Linked DNA regions of Mus musculus: regions 1, 2 and 3 are each linked to region 4. The links are chromatin contacts, called in public HiChIP or PLAC-seq maps. All regions are on one chromosome and are shown on one strand. Each heading gives the region's core, a stretch centred on a gene start, on an enhancer-like site or on the middle of the called end of the contact. The rest is flanking DNA. Distances are from core to core; before and after follow the strand shown. Region 1 overlaps Wdr25 (WD repeat domain 25). Region 2 has its middle 30 kb from the start of Gm34554. Region 3 has its middle 17 kb from the start of Begain. Region 4 holds the start of Dlk1 (delta like non-canonical Notch ligand 1).

Evidence for each region. HiChIP or PLAC-seq counts read pairs in DNA pulled down with a chosen protein or histone mark.
Region 1: a contact with region 4 is called in an H3K4me3 HiChIP or PLAC-seq map of embryonic midbrain, with 3 times the contacts expected there. The contact joins the enhancer-like site here to the promoter of Dlk1 in region 4. A contact is called at or near these places in 2 of 39 promoter capture datasets (hippocampal neurons and pre-B cells), 5 of 115 datasets of contacts at active chromatin or transcription factors (embryonic forebrain, embryonic midbrain, forebrain and 2 more) and 1 of 9 other capture datasets (adipose tissue).
Region 2: an H3K27ac HiChIP or PLAC-seq map of embryonic stem cells shows a contact between it and region 4, with 3 times the contacts expected there. The contact joins the enhancer-like site here to the promoter of Dlk1 in region 4. A contact is called at or near these places in 7 of 39 promoter capture datasets (the 3T3-L1 cell line, 3T3-L1-derived adipocytes, cranial neural crest and 2 more), 1 of 15 datasets of contacts at CTCF or cohesin (large pre-B cells), 27 of 484 Hi-C or Micro-C datasets (cerebral cortex, embryonic fibroblasts, embryonic somatosensory cortex and 10 more), 22 of 115 datasets of contacts at active chromatin or transcription factors (the NIH/3T3 cell line, differentiating embryonic stem cells, embryonic basal ganglia and 12 more) and 2 of 9 other capture datasets (embryonic stem cells and liver).
Region 3: an H3K4me3 HiChIP or PLAC-seq map of forebrain shows a contact between it and region 4, with 2.9 times the contacts expected there. The contact joins the enhancer-like site here to the promoter of Dlk1 in region 4. A contact is called at or near these places in 5 of 39 promoter capture datasets (embryonic stem cells, hippocampal neurons, liver and 1 more), 1 of 15 datasets of contacts at CTCF or cohesin (large pre-B cells), 3 of 484 Hi-C or Micro-C datasets (the C10 cell line, large pre-B cells and pre-B cells) and 3 of 115 datasets of contacts at active chromatin or transcription factors (embryonic forebrain, forebrain and large pre-B cells).

The regions. Positions count from the first base shown.
Region 1 is chr12:108,976,586-108,983,053 of GRCm38.p6, reverse strand. It overlaps Wdr25 (WD repeat domain 25), which reads right to left. Exons shown (of 7, transcript NM_177602.3): 3 at 2,216-2,363. Among named protein-coding and RNA genes, the nearest start is that of Gm52002, 66 kb to the left of the region's middle. Within about 2 kb of position 2,868, at least 17 of the 459 cell types and tissues checked have an H3K27ac peak or open chromatin away from gene starts, as enhancers often do.
Region 2 is chr12:109,948,667-109,955,118 of GRCm38.p6, reverse strand. No RefSeq gene overlaps it. Among named protein-coding and RNA genes, the nearest start is that of Gm34554, 30 kb to the right of the region's middle. RefSeq lists an enhancer at 4,825-6,452. Within about 2 kb of position 4,333, at least 38 of the 459 cell types and tissues checked have an H3K27ac peak or open chromatin away from gene starts, as enhancers often do. A contact at or near this core is called in differentiating embryonic stem cells, embryonic stem cells, epiblast stem cells and 2 more, where this site is marked.
Region 3 is chr12:109,082,083-109,089,316 of GRCm38.p6, reverse strand. No RefSeq gene overlaps it. Among named protein-coding and RNA genes, the nearest start is that of Begain, 17 kb to the right of the region's middle. Within about 2 kb of position 4,161, at least 47 of the 459 cell types and tissues checked have an H3K27ac peak or open chromatin away from gene starts, as enhancers often do. A contact at or near this core is called in forebrain, where this site is marked.
Region 4 is chr12:109,449,536-109,456,722 of GRCm38.p6, reverse strand. It overlaps Dlk1 (delta like non-canonical Notch ligand 1), which reads right to left and starts at 3,268. Exons shown (of 5, transcript NM_010052.5): 1 at 2,997-3,268; 2 at 1,675-1,738; 3 at 1,100-1,230. The coding sequence starts at 3,063.

The DNA of each region.
Region 1 (6,468 bases), core at 1,619-4,118, 470 kb after region 4:
GCATCCCAGAGAGAAGGGGGGATGGCCTTAGCCAAGACTTCCTAGAGTTCTTCAGAGGGCTAGACTGTGGGGTCAGCACACCTACCTCAGACCCCAGATAGAGAAGAGGAGCTGCCACCCACCACCAAGAAGAGCAACTCTGAGGGGCTGACATCTGCAAGAGGAGCCTTCAGAGCTGAGAAAGCTCCAGAGGGCCTCTGAGGAGATGACTAGCTGATTGGTATGCAGGACAGGTCACGAACAAAGCCAGTGACACTCAGGGCCTGGGTGGTATCTGCCAGTGTTCCCTGAGGCCGCCTGTGCCTAATGTAGCAGAGACGTTCGTTAGGGAGATTGCAGACGGAAACAGGAGCGCCAAAAATAATTAATCTGTGAGCAGATTTGATTAAGTGTTGATTCATGGCTGTTCTGTAAGCCAACAGCCCGTCAGAACTATAAATTAACGAGATAAAATGGTGCTGGCCCTCCATATTTCAGGCCGGGTATTGACAGTTTAGAATCCACAGATTTTTAACTGTATTGATTGAGGACACCAGGATAAATGGCCTTGGCACCAAATTCCCATTAATGACAATGGGCACCGAGTGACTAATTCCCAGAGCACTGCAGAGAGAGTGCCCTACGCTGCCTTCTCCTGGCAGGGCGCTCTAATTAGATTGAAATGAAAAAGCCAAATGACCATGGGCGGGAGAGGCAGAGGAAGGAAATGGAAGATCAGACCTGGGGAAGAGAAAGAACAAGACTAGTGAGAACCAGACCAAGGCCACGGGCTGCACACATGCTAAGAGTGGTCCTAGCGAGACACGGGGCCAGAGACGGGTGTGCCAGCCCTTGGGAGCTTCATTATTCAGGATAGGAGGACCCAGCAGGGAACAGCCTCAGCTGTCCAATTGTACAGATGTGAGCCAGCTCTGTTCAAGCAATAGACAAAGAGACCACCAAGAAGGCCACACCCTCGAGGACACATGCTTGCCAGGATAGTGACAGAAACTGGCAACTATCCTCACAGGAGAGGCCTCGCCTAGCGGCCAGAGGTCTTCCCTGAGGCTGGGCTTGCTCCAAACAACCCATCAACTGTGTCCTCTCTGGGGACAAAAGACATCCAGCATACCTTCACACGGTTTCACACACAGTGGGTGTATACTAAGTAACAATGTATGGAATGAAAAGAACTCCTCAGTACATGAGCCCCCACGCAGACACCGTTCCCAGCCAAGGCAGATGGCGTGCCTTTGACCACGCCCTACTGCATGTCAGCTCTCAGAAATGGGGCCATGCCTCTCTCTAGCTACCCTTCACACAAGGGCCCCTTGGAGCCCTGTCAGCATGCTGCCTTCCCTGGTCCCCCATCTGACGGGACACCTGATGGGACAGCTCCTCATCTCCCCTCCACTGAGCCACATGTCACATGATACCAGCTACAGTTCCAGGTCCTCATAGCTGTAACACAAACAGGATCATGATCCACTGCAGTCCCCAACTTGTCATCTACCTGCCGACTGCCATGGCTTTCTAATTTGTCAGGCATTAGACCTTTTTCTCACCTAGAAAATGGCACCCACTGCTGCTGACAGCCATAATGACAATTCTAAAGGCCATGTGAAAAGCCCAGGAAGCTTGCTCTGAGCTCAGCAGTGTAGGTTAGACGCCGTGTCCAATGGTCCCCTTGCTGTCTCCCTTGCTGTCAGTGAATGGGCCAAGCCAGGACTGCTGCATAGAGCTTGCCTGGGTAGGCGGCTTTAGCTGGCTTCTCTTCCCTTCCCTACCTGATGGAGGCTTCCTGAGGATCTGCCCACATGACCCCAGCCCCGCCCAGCTGCATGTTAGGGTTACACAGAGAAGAACCCCTCTGAAGACTCAGTTCCCCCACATGGGCTGACAGGGATTCTAAACTAATGCCAACAAAAGGACACCGTGATATTTTGGTCCCAATTACACTGCAGAAGTTGATTAAAAAGCTGCCACTTTATCCGGCCCTACAGCTTGGTGCTGAGACAACCTTGGCTCTGTCCTTTGCTGACTGGCAGAGGACTGCTTCCAATGCTTTGTAGACAGCTGTGGTGCTGCTGGCAAATGATCTGCATGCCCGTAGGCATGTCCTGAGGCCTCTGCCACACCGTCACCATAGACAGTCTGCAGTCAGGACCCGCTGAGGAGGCTTCCCCAGTGAGGGGGCTGCTGGCTGACCAGAGACAGTTAGGACGTTAGGACACACCTGTTTCAAGGTCTGTTAGGTGCAGGGCAAAGTCGAAGCCACCACTGAGGATGCGCCGGCCACAGGGAGACCACCGTGCAGCCCTTACTGCCTCACTGTGCACAGAGTAGGTCTGCAGGCAGTGTCCCGAGTCCACAGCATTCCACACCTGCAAGGGAAACAAAGACAGGCAGCACCAGTCACCGTGATGAAGGAACCCCAGGAGGTTGGGGTCCCACAATTTCACATCTAACTGGCAGCTAGAGTCTCTCTTCCTCACAGCAAAGCACAGGTCTCCTTTCTCCAGGGCTAAGGAAACAGCATCTCCTGTCTCCACTCAGCCTTCACACCCGCTCCTACCTGCTGACCACATCGACACAGTCCTGCCCCTGCCTTCGACAGTCTGCTACCTGTCCTGGAATGGAGAGAGCACCCAGTCAGACCATAGTTGACTGAGACCCAGAAAGGGGCCAGCCTCAGAGCTCAAGGAGCTGGGGGGGGCGGGGGGGGCGGTGGTAACCTCTTCTTAAGCAAGGGGTACCTTCCCCTCCCCCTCATCCTGGCTCTCCACGGGGATGAGGCTCCTGGGAGGATGTCCAGTACACACTTGACTCCTGCAAGCGGCTTACGAGTCCCAGGCACAGAGCTACAGCGCCACAGCTGGCAGGCCTGGTCCTGCTCAACACTGCAGGGTGGAGAGGACACACTGCTAGTCATGTGACAGACCCAGTGGCTCCACATCACTGGGCCTCAGTCTCCCCTTCCATGAACTGGAAACGAAGACAGCCACCCCAGATAGGAGTGAGGCTGGAGTCAGTTCCTTAGCACACGCAGCAGAAGGGCTGCTGGCTGGGGCGTGCAGGTTCTGGCGTTCTGAAACAAGATTCCCTGGCACTAGCTAACCAGGCTTCCTTAGTAAGAGAAAAGCCCAAACAAGCACACCCTCGCGCTTCCACAAACCTGTTCCCAGTGCAGCTCCCACGGCAGGTGAACTAACTGCCTGCCAAGCCCTGAAGGCTCTCAAAATGCAGCCAGAGTTCTGAGAGGTTTCCTGTGACTATGTAAATGTCTAATTAAGCAAACAAAGGGTCATGAGAAGCCATCACAGAATGCGGGGAGCCCCCCCCCCACCTGTTCCTTTCTTCCATAGCAGGGGTCAGGAGCTAGGTCTCCAAATGAAAAGAATGAAAACCAAGAAGCAGCAGTGGTTCTGTTTAAAAACACAGAAAAAACAAAGGAGGAGCAGCCAGCAGCCTGGCAGTGGAGGGCAGAGTGGCAGAGCAGCGGAGCACAGAGCGTGGCTGCTGCTTCAGAACTATGTACGAGAACGGTGTTGATGGGAAGATTAACTGAGCCAGGGTAACTCTGCAGGGTTCACATGGTTAGACAGGAAGAGGCCGACAGACACCGAGTGCATAGGACGAGCCGCATTTACAAAGTATGATGTTGTTTTCTAAGAAGCATGAACTAGAGCATCACACTAATTAGGCTGGCTAGTATAAAAACAAAAACAAAGATAGCACGTGTTGGCATGGATGCAGAGAAGTCAGAACCCCCTCCACTGCCGGCAGGAAGATAAGCTAGGGCAGCCATGATGGACTGCAGCCTGGGGATTCCCAGGAACCTCAAGGGTTACTGTACAACCTAGCAATTTTGCTTCTGAGAATAAACCCCAACTTCTGGTCCTGGGGGGCTCAAGGAAACTTTGCCGTTCTTCACATGGAGAGAGGGTGGAAGGAGCCCACTTGTTCACAAGACAGGTGAGAGAAGAAACAAACTGCAGCCCACCTTGTGCACAGTGCTCTGCCTCTTACCCAGGGCTTCCTGACGGCTGTGGCGGAGCAGGCCAGGCCAGGCCAGGCCAGAGAGGAGGACTCTAGAGAAACCACAGGGGGGAAACAGCAAGCCAGCTGCCCAGCAGCATGGGTTATCCCTGGCTACTGAGTTATCCCTGGCTACTGAGTTATCCCTGGCTGCTGAGTTATCCCTGGCTGCTGAGTGACCCCTGGCTGCTGAGTGACCCCTGACTGCTGAGTGACCCCTGGCTGCTGAGTGACCCCTGGCTGCGGGGCAAAGTTTGTTACATTTTACCTTATGTGGTAGGTTTTGAGTTTTTTGGGTTGGGGGGGGGGGGTTTGGGTTTGTTTTGCTTTGGTTTTGGTTCTTCAAGACAGGATTTCTCTGTCTGTCCAGAACTAGCTCTGTAGACCAGGCTGGCCCTGAAATCACAGACATCCCCCTGCTTCTGCCTCCTGGGTGCTGGGAGCTTAGGATGGCTGCCACCTCTCTGGATGGCCAGTATTTCCTCTGAGAGGGTACATGCAGGCAGGGGCAGCAGAGGGGCTCTGAAGCAACAGTATCCAAATGGTTTGCCCTGTGAAGCTCTCACATTTATTTATTCAACAAGCATCCGGCCAGCCTCGGCTCTCAGGAAACAGCCAGAATGACAGGTCCTACACAAGCAGAACAGAGCTCCAGGTACTGAGGCTGATGTCTCAAGGTCACCTAGGAAGGGGGTATACGGTCAACAGCAAAGATCCACAGGGTGGCCATGTTAGGTCCTTCCTGAGTAGACAGTTGCAAAAAGACCAGGCTGGCCAGAGAGGTGAGCAGGATATGGCAAGACAGGATGTGGCCAGAGAGCGTATTATGGGCAGTAGAGAGTCCAGGCTCTCCTGAAGAAGTGTCCAAGGTCTCCTAGCCCCAGTCTACAGGACCCCCTTAACTGCCTGCCCTACCGGCAAAAGAGACAGGGAGACAGAGTGGGGACTTGTGTAGGAATTCAAGCTGGAGGCAGCAATAGGAAGGAAGAGGTCTATATGGGAGTCAGAAGCAACAGGAACCTCTTGGAGTAAAACCAGTAAAGAGAAGAGAGAGGCCAGGACTGCCTTCGGCCTCAGGCCTGAGCAGCAAGGGGGAATGGCCAGCTCTGGGAGAAGTGAGCTGGAAGGCACGGAAGGTCAGCGCTGAGTGAAGAAAGCAGGTCGTGAGAGGGGAAGGTCAGGCGCACCCCTGCCCTTATGTCTTAGGGTGTATATAACACAGACTTACTTCTAGACCTTTCGTTACGTGCAATAAGAGGCTGAGTTAGTGAGGAGGGAAGAGAAAAAAGGACAGAGTGGAAGAGAAAGGAGTCGGGGAGGAATGAGGAGCAGACAGAGAGAGCAGGGAGCCCGGGAGGGCTGAAAGGAACGAGGCAGAAGAAAGCTTAGACAGTGTGCTATGCTTCTTGGGTAGGGGTGTCCTGCATTGGCCTGGGTCTAAGGAGACACACAGGTGGTACACAGTAATGACAGCCCCTGGGAGGCACAGCTACACACCTGTCTGATGACGCAGAGGAGCAGAGTCCAAGAGGACCAGTCAGTCCCAGCTTGCTATCAAGGGTGAAGGCGAGAGGAATCTTTGCCAATTGGTCTTCCTAATTGAATTGAATGTTCACTGTCAGGCTTTAAAGATTCATTCCCAAACACTGCCACAGCCCTGAGTGTCTGCCTTTTTTCAACCAAGTAATTAGAGATCCCAAACTGCCTTCACAGGATTAAGGAGCCCAGTCTCCTGTAGACTGTTCTGAGATGACTCCATGTATTAGCTACAATTATTAGCACGGTCTGTGTGTCCAACCAAAGCCACACATCTGACAAGAACATGACGGGAAAAACACAGTAGAGTTGAGTGTCTGTGTCACCGACCAGTACTGCCACTGCCACTGCAGCTGTCTGGGGTCTCTGAGGACGGCCCAGCCTATTGCTTCGGCCTCAGGCAATGTTCTTGATTGCCTTTTGGTTTGGGTTTTGTTTGCATTTTATTTAAGTTATTGAAAGGGGACATATGCATGTCATAGGAAATGTGTAGAGGTCAGAGGACAACTCTGACAGACAGTTCTCTCAGCCCACCAATGGTTCCAGAGATCAAACTCAGTGGCTAGGTTTGTGCAGCAAGCACCATTACCCACTGAGCCAGCCTATAGGCCCTGCTGCTTGTTTTGAGAGAAATACACTCTCCTTACAAAGAACTCAAACTCTAAAGCGTGTGTGTGGCACGCGGGGTAGGTATTACTATGGTATGGTTGTTTCTCGGGTTACATGGGAAATAAGCACAGTCCAACAAAATATATTTTTCAAAGACAGAAAAAGAAAATCAAATAAGAGTCTCCCCTATGTCCACACCTAGGGACAACTGACTGTCACATTTCTGGGGGTGGCTGTGCTGGCTTTGAGATCCAGTGGCAGTAGCTTTTGACTCACCAGCTCCTGCTGCTCCAAAAAACACTCTGC
Region 2 (6,452 bases), core at 3,084-5,583, 500 kb before region 4:
ACTGCCCCTTGGGAAGACAGAGGGTTTCCCACTGCCCATTTGGGGGATGTGGAGGGAGGAGTGGTCATATTGCTTATGTTGGGCACTAGAGCCAGGCCCTGGCAGGAGATTTATGCTCAAGGTTCAGTTCACCTTCCCATGCTTTCTCTCTGAGCCCCCCCACCCCCCAATGGCAAAGGCAGAACACAGAGTACAGTACCCTCCTCTATGGCTACGCAGCAGTCTCAAGGGCTAAACCAGCCTGCCTCCATCATGTTCTTAAAAGCCATCCCGAAAGTAAAAACAAGTTAGGCTCATTCCTGTTCGTGATTAAACCTCTGTTTCTCAAGAATTGGGCTATGCCCCACCTGGAACCTTAGCTACAAATGATTCTGTACTGCCTGTCTCAGGAAATGACAGCCTCGTCTTTGTTTCTAAAGGTTGTTATGAACCACCTGTTGTTATGACTACAGAGTTCTCATCGCCTTGCTATGTTCTGCTCCTGTAATCCTGCCTATTTTGCCTGCTAAATCCCCCATTTGGAAACCCCCTACCCCTGAGCTATAAACCCCCCCTATCTTCCCTAGGTCCAGTGTTGATCTCTGGAACCCTGCCTTTAGGGGGAGACAGCCCGTGCACATGAATTTAAAAGCTTGCTTTAATGAATTTGGCCATGATGACTTAGGTTGGTGATCTTTCTCCTCAAAGCTTTGGGGTTAACACAGGTCTTGTGCCTCTGACCTTGCAGGTTAGGCTGCGACTCTTGGCTCCTGGACAACAGATGACAACAGCGCTGGGTGCCAGATGCCCAGAGTGCTGGGTGCCGATGTGGCTTAATTGAACTGGGGTTTAATGAGAAGGACCCCAAGTCCCTGACCTTCAGACAGGTCTCGTGGAATTCCTCCCTGCCTTTTGGGAGAGATTTTCAGGGGTGCATCTAAAGTAACACAGTCCACTGTCACTTAGGGAAGAGGCTCATGTGCACATATCCCCCACGCAAGCAGAATTCTCCTATCCCTGCCAAACCCTTCCTGGGTATGAGTATTCCCTCATCTGTACACCCACACCTCTGCCCAGGCAGGAGTAGCCATACGTGATGCCAAGAAGGTAGAGGCAGGTGACCCAGGTCAGGCAGCAGTAGGCCTTAGACAGTCTGGGGCTCATTGTCTAGAGCAGAGGCATACCAAATAGGATGGGAGAGCCACCCAAGTGTGGTCCTTTCTTGTTACCTATCAAGGATTAGTTTTAGAGGGTTCCCCTGAGAGCACCATCCTGGCAGGAGATGGCTAGTGTTTGTGATGGACTTTTGTAGATACCTTCCCTTACTTGAATGCTCTAGGCTACTGAGATTTAAACTACTGAGGCCTAGTGTGTGAATGGCGCCAGAATGGTCAGTAAACCCCATCTCGTAGAACAGGAAGATAAGAAGAAAGTCTGCACGTATGAAATTTTTAAAAATGGGAGCTGACAGGCTGGAGAGATGGCTCAGAGGTTAAGAGCACTGACTGCTCTTCCAGAGGTCCTGAGTTCAATTCCCAGCAACCACATGGTGGCTCACAACTATCTGTAATGGGGTCTGATGCCCTCTTCTGGTGTGTCTGAAGACAGGGATGTTGTACTCATATACATTAAGTAAATCTTTTTTTTTAAATGGCAGCTGACATATAACATTTTTAGAAATGGCAGCCAGGTGGTGGTGGCAGCAGTGCCCATCTTTATTCCTAGCCCTAGGGAGGCAGAGGCAAGTGGATCTCTAAGTTTGAGACCAACCTGGTCTACATAGTGAGTTCCAGGACAGCCAGGGCTACACAGATAAACCCTGTCTGGAAGAACAAAGACAAACAAATGTTCTACTTAGTTGGTCCAGTTTTTGTTTTGTTTTATTTTGTTTTTGTTTTTAATGTAGGCACTGGGGAGATGGCTCAGCATTTCAAAACACTTGTTCTTGTAGAAGACCCAGGTTCAGTTCTTAACACCATATGGTGGCTCACAACTGCCTGCAACTCCGGTTCCAGGGAATCTAGCGCCCTCTTCTGGCCTCCATAGGCACCTGCAACGTGTAGTACAAAAAAAAAATAAATAAAAAGAAAAGAAAAAACAAAAAGCCATGCAGGCACACATATACATAAATACTTTTTAAAGTTAAGGACTATGTAGACTTGGAGGGTCAGCTGCATACTTGAAGAAAGTAAGCAGCTCTATAGAGAAGGTCCCCTCACTGCCAGAGGGAGGAAGAAGAGGATCACAAAAGTGGACCATCCAGTTAGGGAAAGGCTATTTTAACAGAGACTGAGCCCAAAGACGAGGGGCTGAGCTGTGGTACATCTTGGGGGTCCAGAGTGCAAAGAAAGGGCAGGGGCAGGAAGGGCAAAAGACAGAAGAAGAGGCTGAAGGGACCCTGGGCCTCAGGGGTCTGCAGCCATGTCCTCAGAGACCTAGGCGTCTTTGAGAGAGCCTACAGTCCTCCCGGCAAACCAACAATGACTCACGGTCTGGAACCTGAGTGGGATTTAATTCTGTTTACAAGGATCTCCCCGTGGGTTTTTCTTTCTTACTTTCATTTAAATTATTTTTTTTGATAGAACAAACAAAACAGGCAGAATGGATGCCGGGCTGGGCCCACTGGGTCTGTCTGCAGCAGCTGGGAGAAACTGAAGTATGTATGGCAGGCCCCTGGGGTGGGAAGTATTCCAAGGCCTGGCCAAGCCACCTCTGTGGAGGTGAGGGGCTGTGCTCGGGACCCCTGCGGAGAAGGTGGAAGGAGGCTGGAAAAGGATGGGGACTGCCACTTCAGGGAAGGCCCAGAAGTCCAGGGAGCAGGAGGCAGGAAGCCCTGTGTGAGTGAGTATCCAGGCCTGGCATACAGATGCTTACCACCCACAGGCTCATGGAGGCTGTCCAAGGCTCTGGTCTCCCCACACTGTGGCCTCTGGAGAACGCCTTCCTGAACTCGACATCGTTATCACCTTTCTCAGAGCCAACCCTGAAGAGATACTCAGGGCCCTCAAACTTCGCACATTGGCTGTGCTCTGGAGAGGCCCTCTTGCCTGTGAGGTTCCCCACAGGCCTCATCCTTATCTGGGTCCAGCTAGGCAGGCAGGCAGGCAGGCAAGTGGGTCCCAGCTGACGCTCATTCCGCTCTCCAACTCCTACTCCTCCTCTTCCACAGAGTTGGCGCTGTGGCAGGCTGCACCGCAGAGGGTGCTCACTCCTCAGACCCATTTCACAGCCTCTTTTGGAAGCAAGTCTCTCTCAGTGCCTGCGACTGTCCTTATTTCTTCTTGCTTCTCCTATAGCGGGAGGCGGCTGTGGAGGGTGAGGAGTCCTCCTGTCTTCCACACCTAGGCCCTGGGATGTCAGGGCCAGGGATAGTCTCCTAGCAGCTAGGGTCATGTGTCTGAGTGTGATTGACTTGTCATATCTCCGCATGCACATGTATGCTGGTGAACGTGTGTTGCATCTTGTACCAGGATCAGCCCAAGTGCCTACACGCCCACAACCTCTGTAATGTGTGCACTTGCGTCTCCCAGTGGTGCTCCCTAGTACGTGTGTCCCTGGGTGTCTTTGTGCGCTTCGCCTAGAACGGCCTCACTCTATTGTCGTTTCTCTTTTGACAGAGATTACTAGAAAGTCAGGCCTCACGCTGACAGGTCCCCTTCCCTGTGCTCCAAGCTGTGAGTTCTGAGCACAGGTTCTGGGCCAAGGCCATCTCCCCACCCTTGCTGTGGACTTTGAGGTTTGCAGCTGCTCCCCAGAGCAGGGAGGAGTTGGAATCCAGCCTAAGACCCCGCTGCTCAGCAGGGCATGCAGCAGCTGTGTGCACCCCAAAGCCCTGGTCCTCAGATCCCACGCCCTGTCCCTGCTCGAGCTGCAGTCTGCCTGCAACCACCTCTCTGGGTCAGGCTAGGCTTGGCCTTCCCCTATAACCTTCTTCAGGCACAATGCCCAAGCTTGAGCATCCCCACTGTGCACTGATATCTTCCTTCACAGCCTCTCGGATTCCCACTTTGACCTCCACAGTGACTCTTCCAGGACCCCTGATGACCTCCAGCCTCAGGTCTCCAGAGGCCCCAGGCTTTCTTCTGTTGTCCCAGCTGTGTGCCTTCCTGCCCTCACAAAGCCATCATCACATCAGCTCTCTCCTGCAGGCACCAGGCGACCTTTTGCACGGAGCTCACAATCCCCTTTGACACCAGGGTGTCAGTTAGCTAGCACACCTGGTACCTCACACACAGGTGACTTATGACGTACATGACATCTTCCCTCTAAACCGAGATGAAACCCAGTACCGGGATCTGCCCAAGGGCTTACTTGACCAGCAGGAGGCGCTTATGAAGTGGCTCCAACAGGAGACAGCTGAGCTCAGTAACAGATGCCCTACCCCATGGTCACACCCCCAACCCCAAAAACTCAGGCTAGGGGTGTGCTGAGAAGGGCCTGTGGCAGAGCTGGGAGGGTATCCCCTGCTGCCTGACAGCAGAGGCCACTCTCTACACATACCTGCACACTACCTGGAGGAAGCAGAGAGCCCCTCTGTAGCTGCCCACCCCAAGTCCCCCCCCCCCATCCAGTTCTTAGAAGGCCAGTTCCAGGAAGCAGCAGGAACTGCTCTGGCCTGCGCGTGCTGTTTCCTGGAAAACAAGCTCAGAGCCCCCAAGGGGGCCTCACAGGGGAGGCTCATATCCAGAGACTTCCGACAGCCTGGAGCCATAGGGTGGGCTAGCGCTGGCTAGGGACATAGATACAGCTTGTAGGGATGAGGTTAGCAGGGGCAGAAAACCATGGTGAGTGGCCAGAGGAAGAACTGTCTTGACAGCGGACTCTCACAAGTTCCCATTGGACATTGGACAACAAGGAGGCAGGAAGCTGGCACACTCCAGTTCTCACAGACATTGATAGGGCTGGCATGAGGGAGCCTCGAAGAGGGACATCTCAGCTCCTGCCCCCAACCCCAAATGCATCCTGCTGAGGAGGTCTTTTTTAACCCTGAACGCTCCTGGCTGAGCCTCCTCAACATGCTTGATGCGTGTGCCCCTCCCTGGGCCTCTCTGTGGCACAAAGAGAGACACGAAATCCGTTACATTGTGCACTGCACCTCTTCTGTCCAGTATGGGTGGAGTTGGTGGGTTGGATGGATGCTCTGAGAACGGAGGCCAGTCCTGGTGTTGGGGGTTTGAGGTGGGTGCTCTTCGGGCCACCACTTCTGCATAGCCCCAAGGCACCTCTGAAATCACCCAGACGCTGGGCATGGAGTGGAAGGTCAAAGGTCAACCACAGATCCAGGGGAGCGGTGAGGAGGGAGCAGGCTTGGCCCTCCTCCAGCTGCACCCTTCACTTTGCTGGCTGGTAGAAGGTGGGAGCAGGGATTAACAGGCCCGGGCTTGTTCTCTCTCCCTGAGCACAGAGGCCCCATGGGGCAGCTCTAATTGGTTCATGTCTGACTGTAGCAAAGAACAAATTGATTTCCCTCCAGCTGTTTCTGCAACCACAGGTCCTCAAGCAGGCACAGGCAGCCGGCTGTGCCACCCGGCTTCATGGTCAAGCGCTGGGGCAAAGTCGGGGGTGAAGGGCAAAGGGGGTCTTGTGACAAAGAAGGGATCCTGCCTCAGTGTCCCAGAGTACACGCACGAACGCACGCACCTTGACAGAGGAAGAAACGAGAGGCCCTCTGGGCTTCAGTGCTCCCTGTAGTAGCTGTCAAAAGCCAAGCATCAAACAAGATCCTACAGTAGAAAACCAGCGTTCCCTCTACATGGGGCTCCATACACAACAGCTCAGCCATACTGGAGTCTTTAGCTACAGGATACACATTTTCTTGCCCCGGGGCCTTTGCACATGCTGAAAATGTTTGCACCATCTCCCTTCCCACGTATTCCTTTGCCAGTGGACAATATATTCTTGCCCCGTGGACTCGGCTGGCAGGTCTTCGCTTGGACAGCTTCTCCTGGGAAGGGGCCTTGGCCTTCTCTGCACTCAGCCCCATGCTTGGCTTACTATGTGTGGAACCTTCCCACAGCAGGTCTAGCTTTTCTTCCCAAGGAGCAAATATAGTCCCTGCCCCAGCCATCATTCTGTGCGCACAAGCAGCCTCGGTGCCCGAGGAACCATGGGCGATCTCCGGGAGGAGGTTTTAGAGTGAGTGTGGGGCAGGGAACCCCACGGGCCTGAACCGACTGGCAGAGCAACCAGGAACCAAGGAAAGAGCTGGAACCCGCCCTGCTGGCAGGCCGAGAAATGGCAGACTGAGCCCAACAAGGCTCACACACACACCTGGCCTCCTGCTTAGAGCCTGCAGTGAACTCCCGGCACAGGCACGAAGCCCTCCTCGATCCCCGCCTCCCCAACCCCACCCCTCTCTCACTCAGGATTCTTTGTGACAGAGGTGGATGCACACCCCAGACTTTGTTCCCAGTTCCTGCCGCCCTTCCTCCATATTTCTTTCTCCACACCAAAGCAGAGCCCCAGCCACAAGA
Region 3 (7,234 bases), core at 2,912-5,411, 370 kb after region 4:
ATACGCATGAATGAGTGGGAGGGGAATCCAAATCGGGCTCCACTAATTTGAAAAAAAGAACAAGAAGTTAGGAGGGGTGGGGGATGGGGAGTAGATCTCAGAAGAGTTAGGAGGAAGAGTGAGAGAGAATATGATCAAAAGTTATTATGTGAAAGATCTCTAAATATTAATAAAATTACATTTCCTAAAAGAAATGTCCCTTTTTCTTCTCCCCCTCTAGCCACCGGCCCCTTTCTACTTTCCCCAATACAACGGTGTACTCCAGTTTAAACATGTAAATCTACAGCAGTGGTTCTCAACCTGTGAGTTTCAACCCCTTGGGGTCAAAGGTCCCTTTTACAGGGGTTGCCTGAGGCGAGCAAGTAAACAGTATATCTTGATTACACACACTCCCCATCCCCCTCCCTCCAGGAACCTCTAACATGTCCCACTGTCCCCCTCATTCTCATCCCCACCCCCGAGAGTCCAGTCAGAGCCACCTGTTAGAATGTTGCCTTGATCTTGTGTAGGTCTTGGGCAAGTGACCACAACTGCAGTAAGCTCATGAGAGAGACGGCCATGTTATATCCATGTTATAGCCCTCTCCTTATCCTGGTACCTTCCATGCCTATGGCCCCTCCTCCACACTATTACCAGAGCCTGTTGGCAGGTGTGTGTGTGTGTGTGTGTGATACGGCGCCCCATTTTGAGCTGAGTACTCAGTAGGCACTTGTTCTCAGCACATTAACCAGCGGTATGTTTGATTTTACTGCTGACCAGTGTAGAGAGATGCTTTTCTGGGCCATTGTGGTCTTTTTACTGGGTTTATAGTCCCAGCATGAATTTCCTTCTGTGGAGCAGATGCTAAACCCAATCATGGAGTGACTGGTTACCCATATAACTTCCGTACCACTGTTGCTCTAGTGGGCGAATCTTAACCTGGCAGATCAATACTGTGGCATTCAGGCTTCTCTCTGGGTAACCATGCTGACCATTTTCACCCTCAATATATTTACTTTCTCTTTATAGCGGAATAAAAATCTCATTGCGCGTATCCATTATCCACTCCTATGTTGATGGACGTTCCTGTGTTTCCATTTTCTGATTGCTGTGAACAGAGTAACAAGGAATATGGATGTATAGGTGTCTCTGTGGTAGGATATAAAATTCTTTGACTAAATGTCCAGGGCTGGTGCAGCTGAGTCATACAGTAGTTTTATTTCTAGATTTCTGGGAAACCTCCACACCGATTTCCATAGCAGCTACACCAGTTTGCACCCCCACCAGCAGTGAATGGGGGTTCTTTCTCTCGTCCCCACACCCATTCCTCATTTGCTGTCTGTCGTTTGTTTTCCTGATCTCAGCCATTCTGACTGTGTCAGGATGAGAAACCAAAGCCGTTTTCACTTGTAACACTTATTTCGTAGCCATTTGTATTTCCTCTTCTGAGAATGCTCTGTGCAGTTCCGTGGCTCATTTTTAATTGGGTTTGCTTGCCTTCGTGCTGTGTAGAGTTTGTTTGTTTGTTTGTTTGTTTGTTTGTTTTTCTTAGTTCTTTGTGCGTTCTGCTGGATGTCTGTGGGCTGCCTCCTTACTCCATCAATGTTTCTCTTGCTGTACAGAGGCTTTTTAGTGCCATGAATCCTACTTGTCCCTTGTTGATCTATTCCCTGAGCTGCTGGCATCCTGTTCGGGATGCCCGTACCTGTGCCTGTGAGTGGAGCAGTACCTCTACTTTGTCTTCTAGCGGATTCAGAGAGCCGGGTCTTACCTTGGGGTCCTTGATGCATTTGGATTTGAGGCTCATGCAGGGCGAGGGGTAAGGATCTAGTTCCACTCTTCTGCACGTAGCTAGCCAGTTTCCCCGGCATCGCTTATTGAAGATTCTGTCGATCCTCCAGGGCAGCACCATTCCCAGGCACATGATCCTGGACTCTGTAAGAAAGCTAGCTGAGCATAAAGCCTGCCTGCCATCCAGCGAGCGTCCTTCTCCATGGGTCCTGATGTGGCCCTTTGGTCGTAAAGTGAGTTTCTTGGTCAGAGATGGTACCATGTGCGGTAGCAGGCAGGCCTGCCTCCGTTCTCCTGTTGGAGTTCTCGCCGAGGCTTTCCCTCACTCAGTTCTGGACTGTAAAACCGTAAACTGCAAGCTGGAGTAAAGCCTTCCCTCCCCTAAACTGCTTTTGATTATTTTGTTACAACAAAGCAGTTGGCCACAAGCACTTGAGAGTAAGAACTCAATGTTGTCAACACCACATACTTGGGCCACAAGACACAAAGAAACCAAGTTAGTCCTGATCCGGCTAGCTCTTCCAGTGCCGTGAAGAGCTTTGCAGGCTGCTGGGGAGGAAAGCGAGACATAGTCTCACCCAGCTGTGAACCCATTGAGCTACAATAATGACCACCTAGACGGATTTAAAGGGCCACAGAATGAAACTCATACCTGGTACCGTAAACTGGCCATGAATCCATGTCTTGGGATGCCATAGAACATACTCTTACTGTTTTGATAAATGGACATAAAATTAAACTGCCTGCTAAATAATTATCTTTTTGCCCATAAGATATTCCTGTTCACAGCATCCATCAGGGAAGCTTCTGCTTGCAGTAGATGGTGATTAATACAGGGCCTCACGAGTGGTCACGGTGAAGACAATTAGAGAGTGTGGAGTGCTCAGCTCTAAGTGGGACATCTGTGCCATACCCCTCTCCCTAACGCTGGGAGGGAAGAGAGAGTGAGAAGGTTGAGAGTGAGAGCCTGAGGTCAGGGAGGGCCAGAGATCAGCAGTGTCCTCTGGAATAGTATACTCATGAACTCACAGCAGCTATGGCGGCCTGCACAAGACCTGCATAAGTTCAAACCAGTCAACATTCTGGAGTAGATGGGAGAGAGGCTCATAAGCCAACCCCAAGCTGGAGCAATTGACAGCTGAAGCTCCTGAGGTGGGAAATAGAGTTTGTTTACTTTAAGGGTGTGGCCTTAGTGGGTTGCCCATACTCCAGTGCATGGCCTCATAGCCATGCACATGTAGGGGGGCACTATTTGAAGGCAGAGGGCTATAGAAGTCATGAAGTTTGGAGAGGGATGTGGAGTGGTAGCTGGGAGGGGCTAAACAGGACAGTGGGAAGTACATATGGTCAAAATAGATTACATACGAGTGTAAAACTCATAAAAGAATAAACAAAAAAATTTTTAAAGAAATATCCCCATTTTTTTCCAGGGCATGTTATATCTGCCCGAGTGGGCAGGCCTTCAAGTTCCCAGCTCTTAGTTCAAGAGGCCTCTCACAGCCCTGCTCAGGAGTGCCTGGACATGACAGGGCCTGGGCATGGTGTGAAAGACATGCTTGCAGGCATCTGAGCACCCACAGATTGGCCATCTGCTCATCTGCCTGAGAACGGCAGCCTCCAAGAGGAGCATAAGGGCTGCCATGGCAAGGATGAGGTCTCATAGGACTGCGGGGCAGGCCAGGGACACGTCCTGAAATCAGAGCGGGGACACTCGGCGCTCTGCCAACAGGCAGCCCAGCGCCCGCTGTCTTCCTTTTCAGAAGGGTACAGGAACAAAGCCAGCACAGCTGTGTGCTGCCACCAAGCAAGGACAATGACTGGCATTCTGTCCTGATTGTTTCCACTCTCTCCCTTTCTAAATGTAAAATCCAGAAACATGCCTAATAATATTGAAGTCCTCTGTGTGCCCTGGGGTGGGGCAAAGGCAGCCAGCACTTCCTGCCATCCACCCACTCCTGCTCAGGGATTAAAAAGTGACCTTCTGGAGCGATGTGTACCCGGGACTTCTCAGGAGTTCACTTCCATCAGCTTTTGCAACTCTGGAAGATGAATACAAGAGACGAGCTGTCTCCACACTGCACAGAAAGAGCATCTGAGTGGCCATGTGTGGCCTGAAAGTCACTCTCACCCGGAGAAGGCCCAGGGTCCACACCAACCATGTGTGGGTTGTTTCAGGCTCTGGGTGTCTACACTCCACTCTGACGCTCCTTTCTCTGCTCTTCACAGGAGTGTGTGGCCCAGACAAAACTTGGCCCAGACTTTGCTCCCAAGATGTCATTTGCATATGCTAATGTATCTTCAGACGAAGGGGCGTTACTGGCTGCATCAGTCTCTGGTGAGTGCTAACATGATTTCACATCCCTATCTGGGCCCCTTGGGCAGCCTAGGGCCTGGCATCCCCTGAATTGAACCACAGCTGGCATGAACAAGGCACCTGCCACTGTCAGCTTGGTGGCCTTGTAGAAGACAATGCACCGAGCAATTGAAGTTCTTCTTATGAGAGGTGAGGGGAGTTTAGCAGTTTAAATAAGAAATGTCCTGGCAGTCTCCACCACTGGAACACTTGGGTCCCTAGTTGGTGGTGCTATCTGGGAAAGCTGAGGGGGTGTGACCTTGTTGGAGGAAGTACATCACTAGGGATGAGCTATAAGAGTGTAAGGCTGCCACCTACTCCTACTTTCTGCGCGTTGTGTTTGAGCATCCTTCAGCTTTCTTCTGCAGCCACCATGTAGTCCCCACCATTACAGACGTTAAGCCTCTGGAGCCATAAGCCAACATGAACTCTTTCATTTGTAAGTTCTCTTATTGATAGCCTTTTGTCACAGCAACAGAAACGTAACTAATACAGGAGTATGTCATGTGAACAGTCATTTAAGATCACTAGGGCTGTGGTTCTTAAGGGCAGACACCAGTGGTTGGCAGGCATATGGCGATGGCAGGAGTCAGTTACACCCTGCCTGGCACCACCCCCCATGCCACATTCTACACGTTGCCAGTACCACCCAAGCTCTCATAAGACCCAGACAGAGCTATTCTCAGAAAAGCATGACTTCAGCAAGGGGTCAAATAAGCCCCCTGGGCTCGCAGCTGAATGGGACCTGCTTATAAAGCACAGAAGTGGGCTGGAAAGGCTCCAGGTGTCTTGCAGTAATTTGGACTTAGTTTTTTTGTTTTGTTTTGTTTTGTTTTGTTTTGTTTCGTTTCGTTTCGTTTCGTTTTGTTTTGTTTTGTTTTGTTTTGTTTTAAGCCAAAACACATTTAAATTGGAATAGGAAAAAGTCCAGCTCCTAACAAGATCAAATTCCAGCTCCTGGCATCCAATCAAAGTCACCAACCATGCGAAGGAGGAAGTGATGGCCCCTCAGAAAAGGAACCATAAGCCCATGGGAAAGGTCTTGAAAGTGACCAGATGGCAGGAGGAGCCAGTGGGTAGTGAACAGGCAGATCCTGGGGAGACAGAGGTGACAATGGAGATGAGCAGAATTTAAAGGGTACAAATGGAGCTTGTAGGGAAGTTAAAACAAAAGAAGGTGTTTGGGCACCTGTGCAGTGATGGCTCACTGGGTAAAGGTGTGTCTCAGTCAGTGTTCTATTGCTGTGCAGACACACTGAGCACAGCAACCATCTCTGATAAAAGAAAGCACTTAACTGGGGCTAGCTTACAGTTTCAGAAGTTTAATCCATTATCATGATGGCGGGAAGCATCGTGGTGTACAGGCATCTACATCTAAATCACCTACACCTACATCTGCATCTACACCTACAGCAGGAAGAGAGAGAGAACCTTTGGGCCTTGAAATCTCAAAGCCCAACCCCAGAGACACTCTTCCCCCAACAAGGCCACACCTGCCCCAGTAAGGCCACACCTCCAAATCCTTGGTCACACCCTGGTGACCAAGCACTCAAATAAATCTGTGAGTCTGCAGGAGCCATTCTTATTCAAGCCAGACACCTCGAATTCAAATTCCACATTCTTCATGGTGGAAGGAGAGAATAAACTGTCCTCTGACCTTCCAAACTTGAGCTGGTACTGGTATGCACATGAGCACATGTACACACATGTGTGTATGCACGATAAATAAATGTAAAATAATTCAGAAGTGTACAAGACGGCAGTGGCTAATTGGGACTCACTGCAGGTTAAACATATGAAAGGATCTGGGCAGTGGTGGCGCTGCCTTTAACCCCAGCACTTGGGAGACAGAGGCAGGTGGATCTCTGAGTTTCAGGGCAGCCTGATCTACAGATCGAGTTCCAGGCCAGCCTGGGCTACACCGAGAGACTCTGTCTTGGTGGGGGGAGGGGGGGCGGGGAAGAGTGAAAGGAACGCTGAGCAAACAGGAGGGCATATCCATGAATCTGTCCACAAAGAGAGAAGAAAGTGATCCAGAATGGAGAAAGACTTGTTGTCCTATAAGACACATTGAGGGTCTAATGCACATGCAGCTGATTCTCGGCAGGGGGGGGGGGTGCGGGGGGGGAGGGAGGGAAGGAAGCTGGAGAAACAAAGCAGTTAGGGGTGGGGGAAGATGATGTCCAAAACTGTCCAAATCAGAAAGCTAGAGATCTGCAAACTCCAGTGAATACAGTATAGAAAGAGGAAGAAAGAAGGAAAGGAAGGAAGGAAGGAAGGAAGGAAGGAAGGAAGGAAGGAAGGAAGGAAGGAAGAGAGAGAGGGGGAGGGAAGGAAGGAAGGAAGGAAGGAAGAGGGAAAGGGAGGGAGGGAAGGAAGGAAGGAAGGAAGGAAGAGAGGGGGAGGGGGAGGGAAGGAAGGAAGGGAGAGAGGGGGAGGAGGAGGGAAGGAAGGGAGAGAGAGGGAGAGGGAGAGGGAGGGAGGGAAGGAAGGAAGGAAGGGAGGGAGGGAGGGAGGGAGCGAGTTATGTTTGGTGGCCCACACCTGTAATTTCAGTGGTCCAAACACCATGAGTTTCATGCAGGCAGGTCTGGGCTACAGAATGAGACAGTATCAAAAAATAAGAATAAGAATCAGATAAGGAGGAGAAAGAGAAAGAAAAAGGAAAGGAGGTGGAAAGGGAGAATGAGGAGCTAGGGAGAGGAGTCACACTGTAATTAAATTGCTGAAAACCTACAAAAGCAGAATAAAGTTATACAATCCATGCAAAGAACCCCTGCAGGACACGCTACCCAACGGCAGCCAAAGGTGCATCTCTCCTAAGAGAACACAACACGTTTGTCAGAATAAAGTCTGCTGGGGTAATCAAAGTCTCAGTAAAACTATAGAGGGCTTGCACCCTTCAAAACATGCTCTCCGATCACAGTGGTGACAGCCCTGAGCTGGTGATCCTGGGTTCTATAAGAGGGCAGTCTGAGCAAGCCCTGGGGAGCAAGCCAGTAAGCAGCATCCCCCCCCCCATGGCTTCTGCATCAGCTCCTGCCTCCAGGTTCCCACCCTGTTTGAGTTCCTGTCCTGACTTCCTTCAATGATGAGCAGCTATATGGAAGT
Region 4 (7,187 bases), core at 2,019-4,518:
GGGAGAGAGCCAGCAATTACCCAGGGGCTATTTCCCCCCTGGGACAACCCTTGACCCCCGCCATTTCCACCCAGACAACCATGAATCTGATGGAGAGGGGCTATGCAGGCGGAAGGATCTGTGAGGAAGAATTCTGTCTGGAAAGCTGTTTGGGGTTCAGATATTTAGAATGGAGGGGTCCTACCCTAGTCAGTGGTTTTTCCTAGCACCCCCCAAACAAGTAGCTGCTGCTGCTGCTGCAGGGGCTGCAGGGGCTGCAGAGCCACGGCCTGAGCATGAGTCAGCTGCAGCAAAGCCTTCCCTCCACCTGCTAAACCACCACTCGGGAGAGGGAGACTATAGACAATTTGGGGGACCCTTGGTTTCCCTATTTGTCATTGCCAGTGTTGAGGAGACTAGCCTTCTGCCTTCTTGCTGGGATATCACCTTGGCGGGGGTGGGGGGGCACATAAACCCTTATTCCCCAGGACTTCAGTTTGCCTGGACTTGGTGGACAAGGTTTAGTAAATGAGAATGGCCCTGAAACAATGCAGCTGTCAATCTACGATGATCATATAAATTAATGACGTCAACACATAACACCAATCTGCACCTTAACCCTTTCTCAGCCTCTCCCTTGCAACACTTGAGTGATCCCCCTCCCCAATCCCATCCTCCCCTCAGCCCACCCCTCCCCTATTTGTCTGTTGGCTCCCTTTCCTTGATGTTTGAACCCTGAGACTCACCTCCCCCACCACACACACAGAGCCCCCCAACACCCCAACTCCAGCAACCTGTGCAAGAAGCCCCAGTCCATGGTCCAGCCACCCTAAGCATGGTGGGTTGTTGTTGTTTTGTTTTGTTTGTGAGTCTTTATTCAACAGGCAGTTTCCCCTCGACCCCACCTCAACTGCCCCCCCCTCAAGTTCGAGAACCTTCAGTGCTGAAGTAAACAGTATAGTGAATACATTTGAGGCCCAGCAGGAAGAGCTTATACACTATAGATCACATACTACACATAGAGAGCCTTAGGGGTTCTGGAATATAGCTCAAGGTGGGGGAAAGGGAGGGAGAGGGGACAAGGAGAAGGGGTGAGGGGTAGGCTAAGGTCAGTGCCCACCTATTTCGCAGAATTTCCCGTCCCAGCCATCCTTGCAGATGCACTGCCATGGTTCCTTGCAGACTCCATTGACACAGCCAGGGGCAGTTACACACTTGTCACAGAGGGGACCCTCCCAGCCAACATGGCACCTGTGTGGACAAAGGGGAGAGAGCGGGACACATGAGGGGAGCAGGGGTACAAAGGAGACTCCAGTTGTCTTCTGCTGTATGGAGAACATTTGGTGGTCTTTGTTGAGTCCCAGGCCAGAGGCTTCCTGGGACAAACGGCAGCCACCTGAATGGAAAACTCAGAGAAGGTGCTGAAGGGCAGAAACACAAGGGTCTTCCAGACCCCCACAAGAACCACAGTTGGTACAGTGATCTACAGTGGCCTCCCCGCCCCTGCAAGACACTCTTCTGATCCCCCTCTCTCCTGTACCCCTCCTTCTCTCCCTCCCCCCCCCCACCAGTTTTCTGCAGAAGCAAGAAAGCTGTGACGCAGTTTTTATTTGGCAAAGCACCCCCCTCCCTTTCAGCCTGGCTCCAAGGCTCCACAGACCCCACCATGGCCCCCCAAACAGTTTCCTCCATTACCTGCAGACATTGTCAGCCTCGCAGAATCCATACTGGGGGTCACAGGGTGGGTCGCATTCAGCCCCTGAGGAAGAGAAAAAAGGTACACAATTCACCCCACAAGGCCTAAAGGACACTACAGAGTCCATTTTCTCTCAAATGGCCTGGGGACCCTAAACAGGGAGTCCAAAGACCCTCTTGGGTCCTACCAACCTGGCACACAGTAGGCATTTCTCATCTGTGAATACCTACCCAGAAAAACAATTGTGCCTGCCCCTAGCCATGGGCTAAGCACAGCACACCCCTGATTCTCCAAGTGCAAAGCAGACACCTTTCTCCCCAAAGAAAATAAGAGCCCCTAGGCCCCTAAAAGTAGGAATGAGGGACAATGAAGAGGTAGCCTTTGACCCCTGGTCATTCTGTCTAGCCTCCCATTTGCAAAGTGAGCTAAAGGGAAGATTTCGAGGTCTCTGGGAAAGCCCAGACAAGCCCACCTGCCTAGCCCACAGGTGAAAGGCTAGATTTTACCCCAAGATTAACCCTAGTTAAACCAGGCAACCAAATCCTACCTCCCACGTTTCTCCTACCCCACACTGGTCACATTAAAAGAACTGCGCAATAGCTCTGCAGGGCCTCTGAGATTCCGACGCTCTTAAGGGAGTCTGACACTTTAATAGACACCTACTGTATGCATTTACTCAACCAGTTTTCGGCCTTCCCAGACAGCCTCCGACCCCCCACTCACAACTATTGGCGCATTGAGGGCTGGGGTCGCTGCGGGAAGGGGCCAACTCTCTCCTACCAAAGACAGATGGCCTCTGCAGACAGAAGTGTCGCAGCCCCTCACCTAGAGAAACACGCCACGCAAGAGGGGCTCCAGCTGTGCTCCTGTTGGAAATTAGGGACTACGACTGCAAAGTCACCCCCCCAAAGCCCCCAAGACCTATTCCTAAGCACATAAGCCGTGACAGACACCCCCAAAGTTGCACCTTAGAACGTTTTTTTTCCTTAAATAGGATACCTCCCAACGCAGTCTCTTTTTTTTTTTTTTCATACCTCCTCAATCCGAGCAACGACACCCCTCTTGAACGCCACTTCTGCCGGGCTAGAAGGGGCTGGGACCCTCCACCTCCCACAAACCCTGGGACCCCGGGATTGGGCTCAACAAGCAAGAGTGGTGCAGGGCGGATGAGGCGGGCACAGTGCAGGGCTTAGGGTTAGGCGGGACGGGCGGGACTTGGGGCGCATGGGACAGGGAGAATGGGGTGGTCGGTGGGGTGGTCGGCGGGGCATCGCAGGCTTCCCCAGAGGGGGCGCAAGCCAAACCGCCAGGGGGGGCTCACCATAGGTGCTGTGGCCGAAAGCCAGCAGGAGCAAGAGGACGCGCAGGAGGGCTCCGGTCGCGATCATCTCGGGGCGGCCTGGGTCGCGGTCCGGGGAGCGGAGGCGGTGCAGGGGCTGCTCCGGGGGCTGCGCTGGGCTTCTGGTTGCGGACCACGAAGGGGGCACGGGCGTCCAGCGGGAAGAAAGCCAGGGTTGCACCGGGGCGCACGCTGCTAAGTGCGGCTGCCGAGGAGCTGCCGCTGCGGCCCGCGCGCCGCCTTTTCGTACTGTCGTCCCCCCCCCCGCGGCCCCCGCCCACGCCCACGCCTCGCGCGCACGGGGCAGGCGCCGGCCAGTCCCGGTGACCCACCCCCTGGCGGGGCCGCCCCCCAGCGCCGCGGCGCCCGGAAGCGGCTCGAGCACGCGGCCGCACTCTTTGGCTAGACGGGTACCTGCGCACGATGGGCACGCGGTCCGCACACAGGACAGCACGCGGCTGGAGGCGGAGGCGGCGGCGCTCACACAGGCCCGCTTAGCGCAAGTCTCAGGAACCAAGCCAGGCGGGCGAAAGCCCTTGCACGCACTCAGAATACAAAAACGCTCACAGACACAGTAAGACACTTAGGGCTGGAGTCCCGCGCACACATGGCGCGGGTCAGAAGCCCAGGAGGACCCAAACGCACACCACGAAGATGTGGAAGATGCACATGATCACAGATGCACACACGAAAACCACCACGAAAAGCCGAAGCCCTCCGACGAGCCTTGCCATTGTGGAGTTTGGGGAAGGTGCAGATGCACTTGCCCCACGGACCCCCAACCCAAACACACCTTTCGGCACAGGCAAACCTTACTGCCTGTCCCTGGGGCACAGGTCACAGACCAGGGCAGCAGGAACACTGATCTGCTCCAAGCAGGGGAAGCGCCAGCTATGAAAAGACTGAGAGTCCTCCTGCCTATGCTGCCCCTCCACGCAGCCCGCCTGTAAACACAGGAGACCACTGGTAAACACCGACGACATCATGCGTCACCCCCCCCCCCCACCCCCTCCTCTCGCAGGTACCACAGTCACAGTCTGGGCCTTATCATTCTGAAACATAAAAGCACTGATTCTTTCCAACATGTACACACCTCGCAGCAACACGTATGCCCAGACCCCAAATCTGTCTCAGATTTGTGGAATCACCCAACAAACACACAAATTACACCAAAGCACACATAATCCAAATCCATCTTTGTTCACCGTGACACATGTCGACAGTTCACCAATATGTTCACCGTCAAATGCAGACAGACAGACAGACAGACAGACAGGCACACACACACACACACACACACACACACACACCCTCACTTAGTGGCTTTCAACCAGGGATGGCTTAGAGGATGGGATGGGAGTGTGTGTGTGTGTGTGTGTGTGTGTGTGTGTGTGTGGGTATTGATTCTGCCAGTGTCCCTGGGGCAATTCCTTTTTCCTGCAAGACCCCCCAGCAAGGGCTCAGTGCCTTTTACTCAGCTGAGACGCCCCCCATGCCCCATTCTGAGGCTCCAAAGGAGGAGGAGCTGAGTGAAGTGATACATTTATTGGGCCAGGGAGGTGGCTCACTGGGTAAAGGTGCTTGCAGCCAAACTTGAGTTTGATCCTTGACTCCTGCAGTTGCTCTTTGATCCCCACAGAACCCCCTTAAATAAAATGTAAATAAAGTCATTGACATAGCTCCTTTGGTAAATGGGCAAAGGTACTTGCCACCAAGCTGACAGCTTGAATTTAATCTCCAGACCCCCACACGGTAGAAGAAGAGACTAAGCTGTTGTCTTGTCTGACCACTACATGACTCTCTCTCTCTCTCTCTCTCTCTCTCTCTCACACATCTCTGTCTCTCTATATGAAAAAAGAAAACATGTAGAAAAATAAAAATCAAATAAATGTTTTAAAAATAAAATATAAATAAATAAATAAATGTTTTTTTTTTTTTAATGTGGAGGTTGAATAGATGACTCAGCAGTAAAGATCATTTTTTCCAGAAAACCCCAGGTTCAGTTCCCAGTACCCATACAGCAGCTCACCACTGATTTTAAATGCAGTTTCAAGAGCACCAGACACACATGTAGTATGCACACATATACATGTTTTAGTAAAATAAAATAAAGTATAAATAAATAAATAAAAATAAAGTCTTTTAACCTCTGAGAAAAGATGTTGGGATTTTTAGATGGGTAGTCCAGGTATTCTCAATTTGCATATAGTAATTGTCATCTACCTCTCAGAGGCTGTGAGCTTGTGTTTCTCTAGTCATGGCTTCCTTTTCCTCATTTGAGGTAGGGTGGTTAGACAAGGGACATTAACTCTTTGAACCTGGGGGGGGGTATCTTCAGCCCAAAGAGGGGAGAGCATCTGACCTTATCCAAGCAGGTTGGAAGAGTCTTGCCATCTTAGGGAACTGGAAGCTAGACAGTGGGAACCTCTCGGGCAGAAAGCAGGGGATGGGCACATGGTTTGAGTGGAGGTTGAAAGAACTGGCGGGGGGGGGTGGTAATGTTCTTTTCTTGGGCTTTCTGCAGAAACTGAATGAAGACTGGAAGAAATAGCCTCTAGGTGGACTAGCATTGGTGTGGACCTTGACCCCCTTAGGCTCCTCCTGTCTTCAGTTAATAAACTGAGGCTAACATAGCAAGTATTTATGTTGGGGGGGGGCTGTTGTTTGGATTCTCCCCCTCCAGAGTCTTTGGTTAAATGAGAGTGGCTGACAGGTGCCACTGTCCCCTCTTTGGTGATCACTGAGGTCTCCTTGGCTCTCCTTCATCTCTTCCTTCCTTCCAAACCCCCTGACCTCAGCCTCCAAAATTATCCCAAGCAGAGCAGTGCAGCAGGCAGACTGGAGGGGCTGGATTCTCAGCCAGAGCTAGGGAGATGAGAGGATCTTGGGGCTGGGTCCCTGAGATAAGGGCTCCTGCTCAAGGCAGCAGGAAAGTGGGGCACATAGAGTACAAGAAGCCCCAGACTAGTGAGGTGAGCCCCCCCCCGCCCCCAGACTCCATTTTCCCTTCCTAAGCCCCCTTTCCACCCTGCCCTCCCCAGGGCTGGAAAGGAAAGCAAGTCACAGGCACAGCCTAGGTGCCTAAATGTCATGGGCTTAAATGAAATGGCACTCCCTTGGCTGAGGAGAAGTTGCTTTCTAATCCCTGATCCATCCCGCGCCTGCTGAGAGGGCGCTGGCCCGGCACCCCAGTCTCTGAGCCATGTTTCCATGCCTCTAAGCAGGGATCACACACCTGTCCCTGAAAAGACCTCAGGATTTTGTAAGCAGAAAGCCCAGTGCCTAAAAGGTCCAGCCACAGCCCGGTTGGACTTGAGCGCCAGAAAGCTCGAGGGATCTGTGAGGGAAGCAGACAGAATCCTCTTTTGGAGGCCCTACAGGGTGGCTTTGGGTGGGGAGTTTCCTCTTTCAGGACTCACAAGCCCAGGAGTTTTATGAGTGTTTGCTCTGGTCTCAATAAAGCGTTTGTTAACGCTGCCGGCTGAAGACGTCCTGTAATGAGCATACGCTGAGAACAAATGAGTGAGGCAGGAGCAGTAGGCAGGGGAGGTTGGAGACTGTCACAGGCTCAGAGGCTGCACAGAAAATGCCAATCCAATCCCTTGGGGGAGAAGCCGGCACGGTCTGCCGTTTGCCAAGCAGATCTTGGGGGCTGGGAGTCGCGCCCCGCTCATCGGAGCATTCCCCCGCCCCCCCCTCGGTCCCTCCTCTTCTCTGGCGTCTGCATTTAGACCCCTGAACTCACAGGGGTGAGGCCGGTAGCCCCCTATGGCAAAAGCACCGCCCAACTGTCACGGTGGCCGGCGGTAGCAGGGGCCCTACACAGGTAGCAGAGACTGAATCTGCTGAGGGGTGGGGGGAGGGGGCGTCGCAGGAAAAGTCTAGGCTGCCTCGGAACTAGGCTGCTTCTCTCTGGCCAAACCAAGGACTCTGTAACTTCCAGGCTCTCTTGCAGGCAGGAGAGGAAAGCAACGGGGATTCTGCCTTGCAAAAGAGATGCCCTGGCTATGGGTCAAAGTTTGCTGAAAGAATCCAAAAAATGCTGTCTCTGGCCCATTTCCAGTACCCGGCTCCCCTCTCCCATCCTCCCTCTCCAGACCCTATAGTTGCCTCCAGCCTTCTGCAGACCACTTGGCCCTTGATTAAATACAGAATTGCTGGTCAGGGAAGCTC